Regions from separate parts of the Anser cygnoides genome. Here region 2 is linked to region 1. Evidence: chromatin contacts called from public Hi-C data. All regions are on one chromosome and are shown on one strand. Each heading gives the region's core, a stretch centred on a gene start, on an enhancer-like site or on the middle of the called end of the contact. The rest is flanking DNA. Distances are from core to core; before and after follow the strand shown.

Region 1 (4,580 bases), core at 639-3,138:
TCTGATGAGTCAGCTCAGGCCCAAGACAAACTAGCTGAAGAGTCGGAGGGAGAGGTGAGTGACAAAGGAAATTCTGACACGAACTGTGATCAGGCCCAAGACAAACTAGCTGAAGAATCAGAGGGAGAGGTGAGTGACAAAGGAAATTCTGACACGAACTGCGATCTGGGAAAGCAGCACGGCTTGGAAGTAGATGCCTCTCCTCTTCCTCTGCCTCATAGTCCTGCTCCTGAGGCAAAGGGTTCTCCTTCTGGAAGCGTTGCCTTAGATGATACCCCTCCGTGATGTCAGCTCTCATCTCTTCAGGATTTCTTCGTGGAATTAAATGGGCCAGCTTTTGAAGACCAAATGTATATGCTATGACATGATTTCCAATTTATCTGAGCAATTAGCGGGGGAAAAACTGACGTGTTCTTGTGCATTCCTTTTGTGTTCGGAGTTGAGTGGGGAGAGGTGTAGTGCTTCGTTTGTTTTTAAATGCCAATTGGAAATGTGTGTATCTCTACCTCAAATTGAAGAAGAGGAAACAGCTACATAATTAAATGCCTTTGAAAAACATTGATGTATTGTACTGTTTGGGATGCTTTGTAAAAAGGGGAAAAAAAAAAACATTGTTGAAAGTCCTGAAACTCAGGTATAGCTTCACCTTGTCACAGCTGCCTACTGTGTGTGTTCTTGTACTGCACTGACTGAAAGAAAAATTCAAATAAAGGTGGCTTTCATAAGGTTTGATAAAATCACTGGTGTTTGGTTACTTGTTAAACTACTTGTTAAACTTACTTTGCTTTTCCTTTACTTTGCTTTTCCTCTAGCATCTTTTGTTTCCCTGACTCATCTGAGAAATATTTCCTGTAGGAAGGGACTTCAGGAGGTCTCTAGGTTGGCTTCTTCCTTAAAATAGGGTCAGTGCTGAGTTCAGGCCAAGTTGCTCAGGGCTCTGTCTAGTCAGGTCTTGGGAACCCCTGGGCGCTAGTCAGCGGCTGACATCTAGGGCATAACAAGGCACCCGCCACACTTCCCTTCTCCATTTTCTGTATTGACATAATGTGTTACATAAAAGGAATCTGTTTTTCTCCCACCCCAAAAAACTTACGGGCTCTGGTCTTTTCATATTTTTCTGAAGGTTTTTGTGCCTACACTCTGTAACTGCATCGGTGGTTCCTAAAGTGAGCCACCTGACTGTATGGTGGTACCCAGCTAGTCTGTGGGTTGATAGTGCATACTAACACAATTTATATTGCTTATTGTACTTTCATGTAAAAAACGAATGTGTGGTGCATTCATGACTTTTTTTTTAAACCCAGCATTTTTAAGTGCTACTGATTTCACCCCAAAAAGCCGAACATGTTGGCTATTTGGAGTACAGCTCAAAATTGAAAGGGGGGAGGGGGGCTTAAACTAAAAAGGGTACTGGGTAGATGTGGTATCTGAACACAGAACTACGGCAGTCATCATCCTCGTGGGGTTATCTTATACTGTTTGTGCCCGTGTGCATGGATACCCGACATCACTACAGCCAGCTGCCCTGTCTGACATTAAGCACTGCGTGACAGTTGTCAGTGTGTGCAGCGTGCTGACTACTGATAAAACAAGCATTCGGTTTTGGTATTTGCACTGAAAAAAAAAAATACCTAAAAACCTTTGGAATATATTTGGAGGCAACCTGCCCTAGGGCAGGGGAGTACAGAAAGCGGAGCCGTTTCGTTTCAGGAAGGGTACGAGGTGATTTTGAATTAGTTGTAGGTGGGCAGGGGAAGATTTTTCTGCTTAATGTCTGAGCATTTTATTGGCGAAGCGTCCCCTCTTGAGGGTATTTGGTGCGCTGCTGACAAAGTGCTTTCTGTTAGGGGTGTTCTGGCTTTCTTGTGCCTTCAGCTCACAACCGCGTGCGCGCCCGAGGAGCGGAGCCCTCGGCCCGCGGGAGCGGCGGGGAGCAGCACCACCAGCCGGCTGGAGGCCGCCTGCTCGCTGCCGCTCTCCCTGCGGTGGATGTGACGTGCTAAGGCCGAGCCGGCGGCGAGGAGCGACCGCGAGGCCGCGATGGACGCGCTGGAGCGGGTGGTGTGAGTGCGGGGCTCCGGGCAGGGGCTGCCCGCTGCCGAGCGCGGCCTCCCCGCCGCCTCCCCTGCCGTCCTCCCCCGGCGAGGGGCAGGCAAGGCTCGGAAAAGCCCGGGGCTGGGCTCGGGAGGGAGTTACCCGCGCGGGGCCCTGATCTGGTCGTGTCTCCTTACAGGAAGCCCAAAACCAAGAGGGCGAAGAGGTTTCTGGAGAAGAGAGAACCCAAGCTTACGGAAAACACGAAAAATGCCATGCTTATAAAAGGGGGAAATGCAAACTTAACGGTGACGGAAGTGCTCAAAGACATTGTAAGTTGTTGGGTGCGTGCATGCGGTATTTCATTGTATCGCCTGTCGCACTATACTGACGTACCTTCCCTTTGCTTTTCCTTACAATTCACGTGTTGTATGCTGCAATATCAACATTTTCTTGCTCTCCTATTCTCTAGATCTCAGATTGTGACCAGTACTCCAGAGATGTCATTACCTCCCCATCAAATGATGTTTTCTTTTTTTTTCTATTTCCTTTCACTTTGGCAGAAGCTTTCAGCTTATTCTCTTCCTTATTATTTTTCCGTATAGGGGGTGAAGCATTGCAAGTGCATTTAAAAACAAGAGGACTGGGTACAGAATTGGGACTGGATCATGCAGCTGAAATCATGTCTCAGGATCTTATAAACCTCTTCTGTTTGTTAAAGCAGAGCATTCAGCCAAAACTTGCCAATCCAGTCCTCCAACTCTGTACCTGAGAATATTGTAGTTGCACTTGTGCTATTTTTTCTCCTTGCTTTGTCCTTTTAACATTTTATGCTAATGATCATAGGGTGGCTGTTCACTCACTGTTTTTTCTCAAGCAAGCAGAGAGATTCTATTACGTGGCTTTGATTTCAGCTGTTCCTTAGCTTATTTCTCAGTTTCAAGAAATAAATCCATCCCCAATTAATTGAGAGCCGAGATTAGGATTACTGACCTGGAGGGTTTTATTGTGAGCAGGCTTTTTGAGGCGACTTCTTTTCTGCATTGTTTTGCACAAACAATTATTGTACTTCATGTGGTTGTGTAAGTTGTAGGGTTTTAGAAAGAGCAGTTCTGTGCCTGTAGGTGTATTTGATATAATGCATGTTTAACTTTGTCTCTTGCAGTATGCTGTGAAGAAACCTTTTGCTGTACTGTATAAAAAGTAAGTGGTCACGTACAAGACAGCATTTGGTCATTTCCAACCATGAAGAGAGATGCTGGCTAGCATGGAGGCTTGAACAATGGAAGGGGTCACAGAAGGTGGCAGAGATTCATCTTAAATTTTAGTAGACTGGAAACAAGCAACAAGTGATCGGTGTTGATGTTGAGCTCGGTTCTGTGCCAAGTGTTACAGAGCAGTTATAGCAAACTTGAGCGGTTGGCTTCTGCGATTCTGCTCTGTGCAGCCAGCTAGCGAGGTTCTGTGTCAGGTGGGTAGGCTGGGCCGGTTATGGTGATAGGTTGGGCTTGCTCAAAATGGGAACCCGGTGTCCGTATAGATGTAGTGCAGAAGCATTAATAACAGCAGCTAAACTGAACGTGGGATGAACAGGCAAAGCCAGTTGTCTGTGAAGTGCCGGTGGCATAGTTGTCAGTGGCACAGGAGGCCCCAGGGAAGCTGCAAAGGCTTACTGAAAATGTCAACAGGCAGTGCCAAGGAAGGAACACCTGGCAGTATTAACACTGCTTTTGGTAGGAGCTGAAACTGAACTTCTAATGCTGGGGTTTCCAGCAGAATGCAGAATCTTAGCGTTATTAGAAGATTAACTAAAGTGCTCATCTCAGCTTTTACTATTTTTTTAATCTTTTTTTTTTCCTTGCCGCCTCTCAGGAAAAATATTACCAGGCCTTTTGAGGATCAGACGTCATTGGTAAGTATAAGCCATGTCTTTTCTTATGAGTTTTTGTAGCTGTAAATTTATTTATAACTTTATTGGAGGATAATTTTCTTTCAGTCTGTAATAAATTAGATGAGAAACCAAGTCTTTAATAATTTTGGGTAAGCTGAAGGTAGGGTTACATCTACATTTATGGTGCCAGTAGGCATTTTATTCCTCTAGCTTCGAGACAGAATCCTGATATCGTGGGAATGTTTTTTGTCTAAAATGCATGTTTCTGTAAACTGACAGGCAAATTTAGGAGTGATGTAACAGTACTTCATATAAAAGAAAGGTGTTTATTTTGTCTTTCTAAAAGCCCGTCCTTTCAAGTGCCACAGCTTATGAACAACTTGTTTTCAATTTGGTGAATTCATAGGTTAAAGCAGTTACATGGAGGGGTCGTAGCTTTCTGTGACTTTTGACGATACTTGAATGGGGGAAGAAAAGCTCAGCAGAGTACCAAATACTTTCATACTTGCTCTGCTGATTCGATCTGAGCTGAGAGTTCTCTTCAGCATTCAGTAAAGAACTGTCAGAAATGTGAGCAATTTCACTTAAATTGTGAAATTTAAAAGTTGTGGCAGACTTGCAAATGTTCTTCAGGCAAAGAAAAATAGTTAAAGAT
Region 2 (5,104 bases), core at 2,118-4,617, 380 kb before region 1:
TTTATCAGATGCCAAGAAAATCCACCTGGATTTAGAACTGGTTTCTGTTTTCTAATAGGTTTTAAGTGTCAGATAGTTTTGGCATTCCTAATAACCTACTTCTGCTTGGAGCCTGCTGTCTGAAGACTAAAATTCATGGCGCAACCATAGCATCTAATTAAAAAGTCAATCAATGGCCAGATAGAAACTCATTGAAAAGTATCCATCATTTCTGATAAATACTTTATTAAGTATTTAGTTAAAATGTAACTATCTTTGTTATTCTGTAGGTCTCTGGTATAATAAATTACCTTAAACACACAACATCCGAGCTTAACTAAGCTAGGATTTAATTGAGCTTCCACCCCCAAGCACCTAAATTAATAGAAATATTTTTAGAAGCGTATACACTTTTGATGACATTTTCTGTGTTGTAACTGATTAAAAAAATACATTTCAACAGATTAAGAAATCCAATACTAAAGATATGAGAATTTCTAATGGTTCTGATTAGTTTATTTTCCTGGAAGCCTACAATTAACGTCTTGCTGCCTCTCGGAGACATTCTTTGTTCAGCCTGTGTTATAAGATGCAGGACACAGCGCTGTGTAAGCACTACACAGCACGCTTCCAACCTCTATGGAGGAGGCTCTGCAAGGAAATTTTTTGTTTGCAAAGTCATTTGAAATAAGTATGACAGTCTAAGCTGCTCTGTTTTCCAGTCCTATCCTGCATCTTTTTTTTTCTTTGAAACCAAGTCTTGTAAACATGAAATTTATAGCCTGTAATCTGTGTCAGACGACCTCGAGATCCTTCCCCAAAAACTTAAGAGACTGATTCACAGATGTACTGGAACACAGAACTCCTATTGCAATCTGGCGCCTTGGTATCTTTGAGAATCCGGGCCACAGTCCAAAAAAACAAAAACGGGAACGGAGGTATTGTCACCCTTGCAGCAGTCGGAGGCTCCAAGGTGGCAGAAAAAGCAGAGCATGACTTATAAAGGGCGCTTTGCTTTCCTAGTGGTAGAATTAAATGAAGTACATTAAGATACCTCAGACATGCCAGCAGGAGGTTACAAAAAGCCCCAGTAAGAAGGCAGGAATAGGAACCTGATAAGACTTCCATCATGGCTCTTCTCAGCAGCCAAAATCAGAGGAACAGAGGAAAAAAAACATTGTTTTCATTCAAACTGTATTTCTCTTGGACAACGGAGCCTCATACTTCAGTTCAATCCTCTGTCTGATTAGTATCTGGCATGTCATTGGCTTTTTTTCCCCAAACTGCAGACCTACATCTCGGTGGATGAGAAGCAAGCGTATATGTAAGTGGGCTGACAGCATTTTAAGAGTGTTAAAAAAAATATAGAAAAAAATAGCACAAGCAGGATTATATGCAGCATCTTCTGTGGGGAAGAAAAGCCAGCAGAAAACACAGGGTATGAGATAAAACACATCCATCATGGAAAAGGAGCTATGAAAAAGCAAGTAAAGGGAAAAGAAAGTAGGACAAAACATATTAAAAACGTTGAGAAACACATTTTGTTATCTACTATAGGGAAGAAAGGATTGGTGTGAAGGAAAAATTGTGACACATTGAGTTAAGATGTAATATACTTTACCCCAGCTTTTTTAAGGAAATAAGTCACATGCAGAAAGCGTTGGTGAGGGCTAGGGGCTCCCATGTGTTCCATACAGCCTGGAAACCGGCTGGCTGAATTCTATCAAGTTTGACAGAAGGGTAGAGGTCTCAAAGACGATTGCCTAAGAAAACTTTAAGTTTGTGAAATTGAGATGCTACGAGCGTTCTGACTGAAGGAAAGGCTGCAGCATGCAGTAAGACCTTATTAGATGTTGGATGATTCACAAAAGCACGAGCCTATAAATGTTTCAAACAGAGGGGGGAAAAATCCATTAGGGCTTACACTCATCTGTCAGATTTTTTTTTTTTTAAAAAAAAGGTAAGATGTTTTTCTATTTCTCAAGGAAATATTTTTAAATACTTATTGCTCTTTCACCTAGGCAAAGAAGGAAGACTTGGTAGCACTTGGTACATTCACCACCACGGGTAGAAACAAACCAGTGCCAAACAGCCCCTCTTACATGCGGGAACGCTGCAGAAAGCAGGACGTTTTCATCTTCCTTTGGCAGAAACTGAAGGAAAAGAGGCAAAGCGACCGCAAGGAGAAACAGGAGGGGGAAACCTGGAGTGAAAGAGAAGGCAGGTATCCCGATTCATCCATCTCCCACCCACTGTTGCAGGCTGGCGTCGTTCTGAGCCGGCAGCACCCTCACCCAACGTACAGCACAACGCTTCTAGAAGGCAGCGTTCAGTACTCAGCGAGAGGACCCTTTTTAACAAGCTGTATGTGCCGCTCTCGGCTTGTTTGGTGCTGATCGAGCCCTCCCCGAACCCGCAGATGCCCGGTCGCGAGCCGCCAAGCACAAACATGTTATCGTAGGAATAGAAGAGGAGGAATTACCGCTTGCTTCGACAAAACTCGATTTCGGAGGGGCCATGCGTGTTATCCTTCTACACTATTTTCCCTGGAATTAAAGCGGAGACAGGTCGGGGTTTCACACGCAGGGATGGTACCTGAGCGCTCGCTAAAAATCCACCTTCCCTGCGATTTAAGCGAACGGAAACTTTCCCCGGCGAGCCGCCACCTGCCTCCTCACGGCACCAGCGCGGCGGCTCGTGCAACCGGGGGCCGGTTCTGCGGGGCACGGACCCCCGCACCCAGCCCCGTGGCTGACAGGATCTCACCGCGGGCAGCCCCCCGGCCGCCTGCCCGCGACCCCCCGACGCGGCTGAGGCGCTCCCCGCCGGCTGGAGCACAACAAAGCCGCCCCCCACCCACCCCACAGCCACCCCCCGGCTGCCCCGGGCGGCACAAAGGCTGGCTGCGGGCGCCCCGGCCCCGAAGCCCTCACACAAAGGCGAGGCGTCGCCCCCCCCCCCCATCCCCTCAGCGCCCGCCCGCCCCCCCACTAACGGCACTTACCGGCTCGCGCCCCTCCCGCAGCCGTTGCCTTCAAACGGCCGCCGCCGCCATTCCGCGCGCGCGGAGCCCGGGCGCACGCCGAGGGGCGGGGGCGCGGAGGCTGCACAATGGGCGCGGGCACCGTGTGCGGGAGGGCGGGGGGGGGGAGGGGCCGGCGGCGGGGGGCGGTGCTGTTCGCGCGGACACCCCCGCTCCTCTCCGCTCCCCCCCCCCCCCCCCCCGCGGGGGACAGGTGGTACGGTCCGGCCCCCTCTCTCTCCTCTCCTCCCACCAGAGACAGAAAGGCGGGGCTCGCCATTGTGACGTAACAAAGCCGGCTCGCTGGCGGCCAATCGAAAGGAAGGGGCGCCGCATTGCATGCTGGGGCTTGTAGTCCCGCGCGGCGGTCCTGGAAGGTTAGACGCCACCAACAACAGAGAGAGGCGAAGCCCACCTCGAACGCCTTCAGAACCCACAAGACTCCGCGATTTATTCCTTAAAACGCATTTAGGGTTTTAATCAGCCACCTCGAGCCGCGCGGCCCCGCCCCGCTCACCCCGTGGGCAGATCCCCACGGCGAGAGCCCTGGGGCTGCCAGGACCTGCCCGTCCCGTCGCTCCCCGCGCCAAGATGTCGGCGGCTATCGCCGCGCTCGCCTCCTACGGCGGCTCCGACTCGGAGCCCGACTCGGAGGGTGAGTCCGAGCCCGGGGCCGGCCCCCGGCCCGCCGCCGTGCTGGCCAGCCGCGACGCCGTGCTGCACCTCCGCCCGCCGCCCGCCGCGCCCCCGGCGCTGCCCGTCGACTCGGCCCCGGAAGTGGCCGTGAAGGTACGGGGGAGCCGGGACCCCGGGGGGAGGGGGGGAGCGGTTGATTCGGCTCCGCTCGGGTCCGTTCGGCTCCGCTCGGGTCTGTTCGGGGCTGTTCGGCTGGGCTCGGCCACGTTCGGGTCCGTTCGGCTCTACTCGGCTCGGCTCGGCCCCGTTCGGCTCTACTCGGCTCGGGGCGCCCACCGCGGCCCCTGGGGGGCTCGGGGCGCTGAGGAGAAGCGGCGCCGGGCGCCCGCTGCTCTGTGCCCGCTCCGTGCCGCTGTGAGGGCTCGGGGTCGCTGCGTTCTCGCAAATAGGGAGCAGGGAATCTCCCCCTGCGTTGTCATTACCTAATTCATGTGCTGTCATTATTAATCATATATGCCCGTGCACGTTACGTCGTGTGCTCACACTACATAAGCCCCACCGCACTCCTTGAAGTCTGCAAATATCCCACTTCTTGACTTGCAGCACCTGGCGGACTGCCTTGTGCAGGCTTTGAAATAAATGCTAATTAACACCTTTAATATCTTTTGAACATGAATTATAGTAAATGGTAAATAGCACTGGCTGTGCTCTTTGTCCCTCCGAGGCTGTGGGAACAGGTCTTCCCTTTGCCACACCAGCACGAACGCTTGTGCAGTTCCTTTGTGGGTGACATCTGATCTGGATTGAAAACCAAAATACTGCTGGAGTTGTTTTCCTTGGATCAGCTCCTCTGAGCTGCACGAGTGCTGTGCCAGCGCTGTGAAACGCCCAGTGCCAGACTGGGACCCAGCAGCTGGAGGAAGGAGTGAGGTGTCAGTAGCACGTGCCATTCAAAGCTGTTCCCCAAACTATGCCCTGAAGGGGGTATCCACCAGCTCATCCAGGACTGTCTCTGCCACAAGCATTCTGCTAACCAAAACATAAAAGTATCAGTCTCACAGACACCATGCTTTCAACACCTTCTGTGTCTGTAAATGATAGCAGCCCACCAACCAGCAGGGAAAGCTTGCCAGTCACCCCCTCATGATTTCACTCTAATTTTTTATGATTAGAAAGCCCTTCCTGAACAAATGTAAAAGAAATGATGTTCAAATCACAATCATTCTGTAAGTATGAATTTAGAAAAAACAAGGAGTTGAGTGAGGAGAAAAGCAGAGTTACAGTTCATTAGTATCGCTTGTGCAAGTGCTGTTTTGACACGAATGAGGATCGAGTACTCCTAAGTGCAGGGATGTGTCATACACAAGGGACCAGAAATGCGTAAGAAAAGATGGTGGTAAGAGGGGAGGCTAGGTGGGTTGATCATGTAATATGAACGACAGCCACACACAAGTGCATTTCTGGAAA

The links. A called contact is a pair of places that touch in the nucleus more often than the background predicts.
Region 2: a contact with region 1 is called in a Hi-C map of liver, with 1.8 times the contacts expected there. The contact joins the promoter of CDC40 here to the promoter of RPF2 in region 1. A contact is called at or near these places in 2 of 7 Hi-C or Micro-C datasets (granulosa cells and liver).

What each region holds. Positions count from the first base shown.
Region 1 is chr3:72,734,685-72,739,264 of Taihu_goose_T2T_genome, reverse strand. RPF2 (ribosome production factor 2 homolog) reads left to right here and starts at 1,888. Exons shown (of 10, transcript XM_013175575.3): 1 at 1,888-2,063; 2 at 2,234-2,366; 3 at 3,200-3,237; 4 at 3,907-3,946. The coding sequence starts at 2,041. It overlaps GTF3C6 (general transcription factor IIIC subunit 6), which reads left to right. Exons shown (of 6, transcript XM_048081096.2): 6 at 1-560. The coding sequence ends at 285.
Region 2 is chr3:73,116,971-73,122,074 of Taihu_goose_T2T_genome, reverse strand. CDC40 (cell division cycle 40) reads left to right here and starts at 3,367. Exons shown (of 15, transcript XM_066994431.1): 1 at 3,367-3,790. The coding sequence starts at 3,593. It overlaps WASF1 (WASP family member 1), which reads right to left and starts at 3,141. Exons shown (of 9, transcript XM_066994428.1): 1 at 2,984-3,141.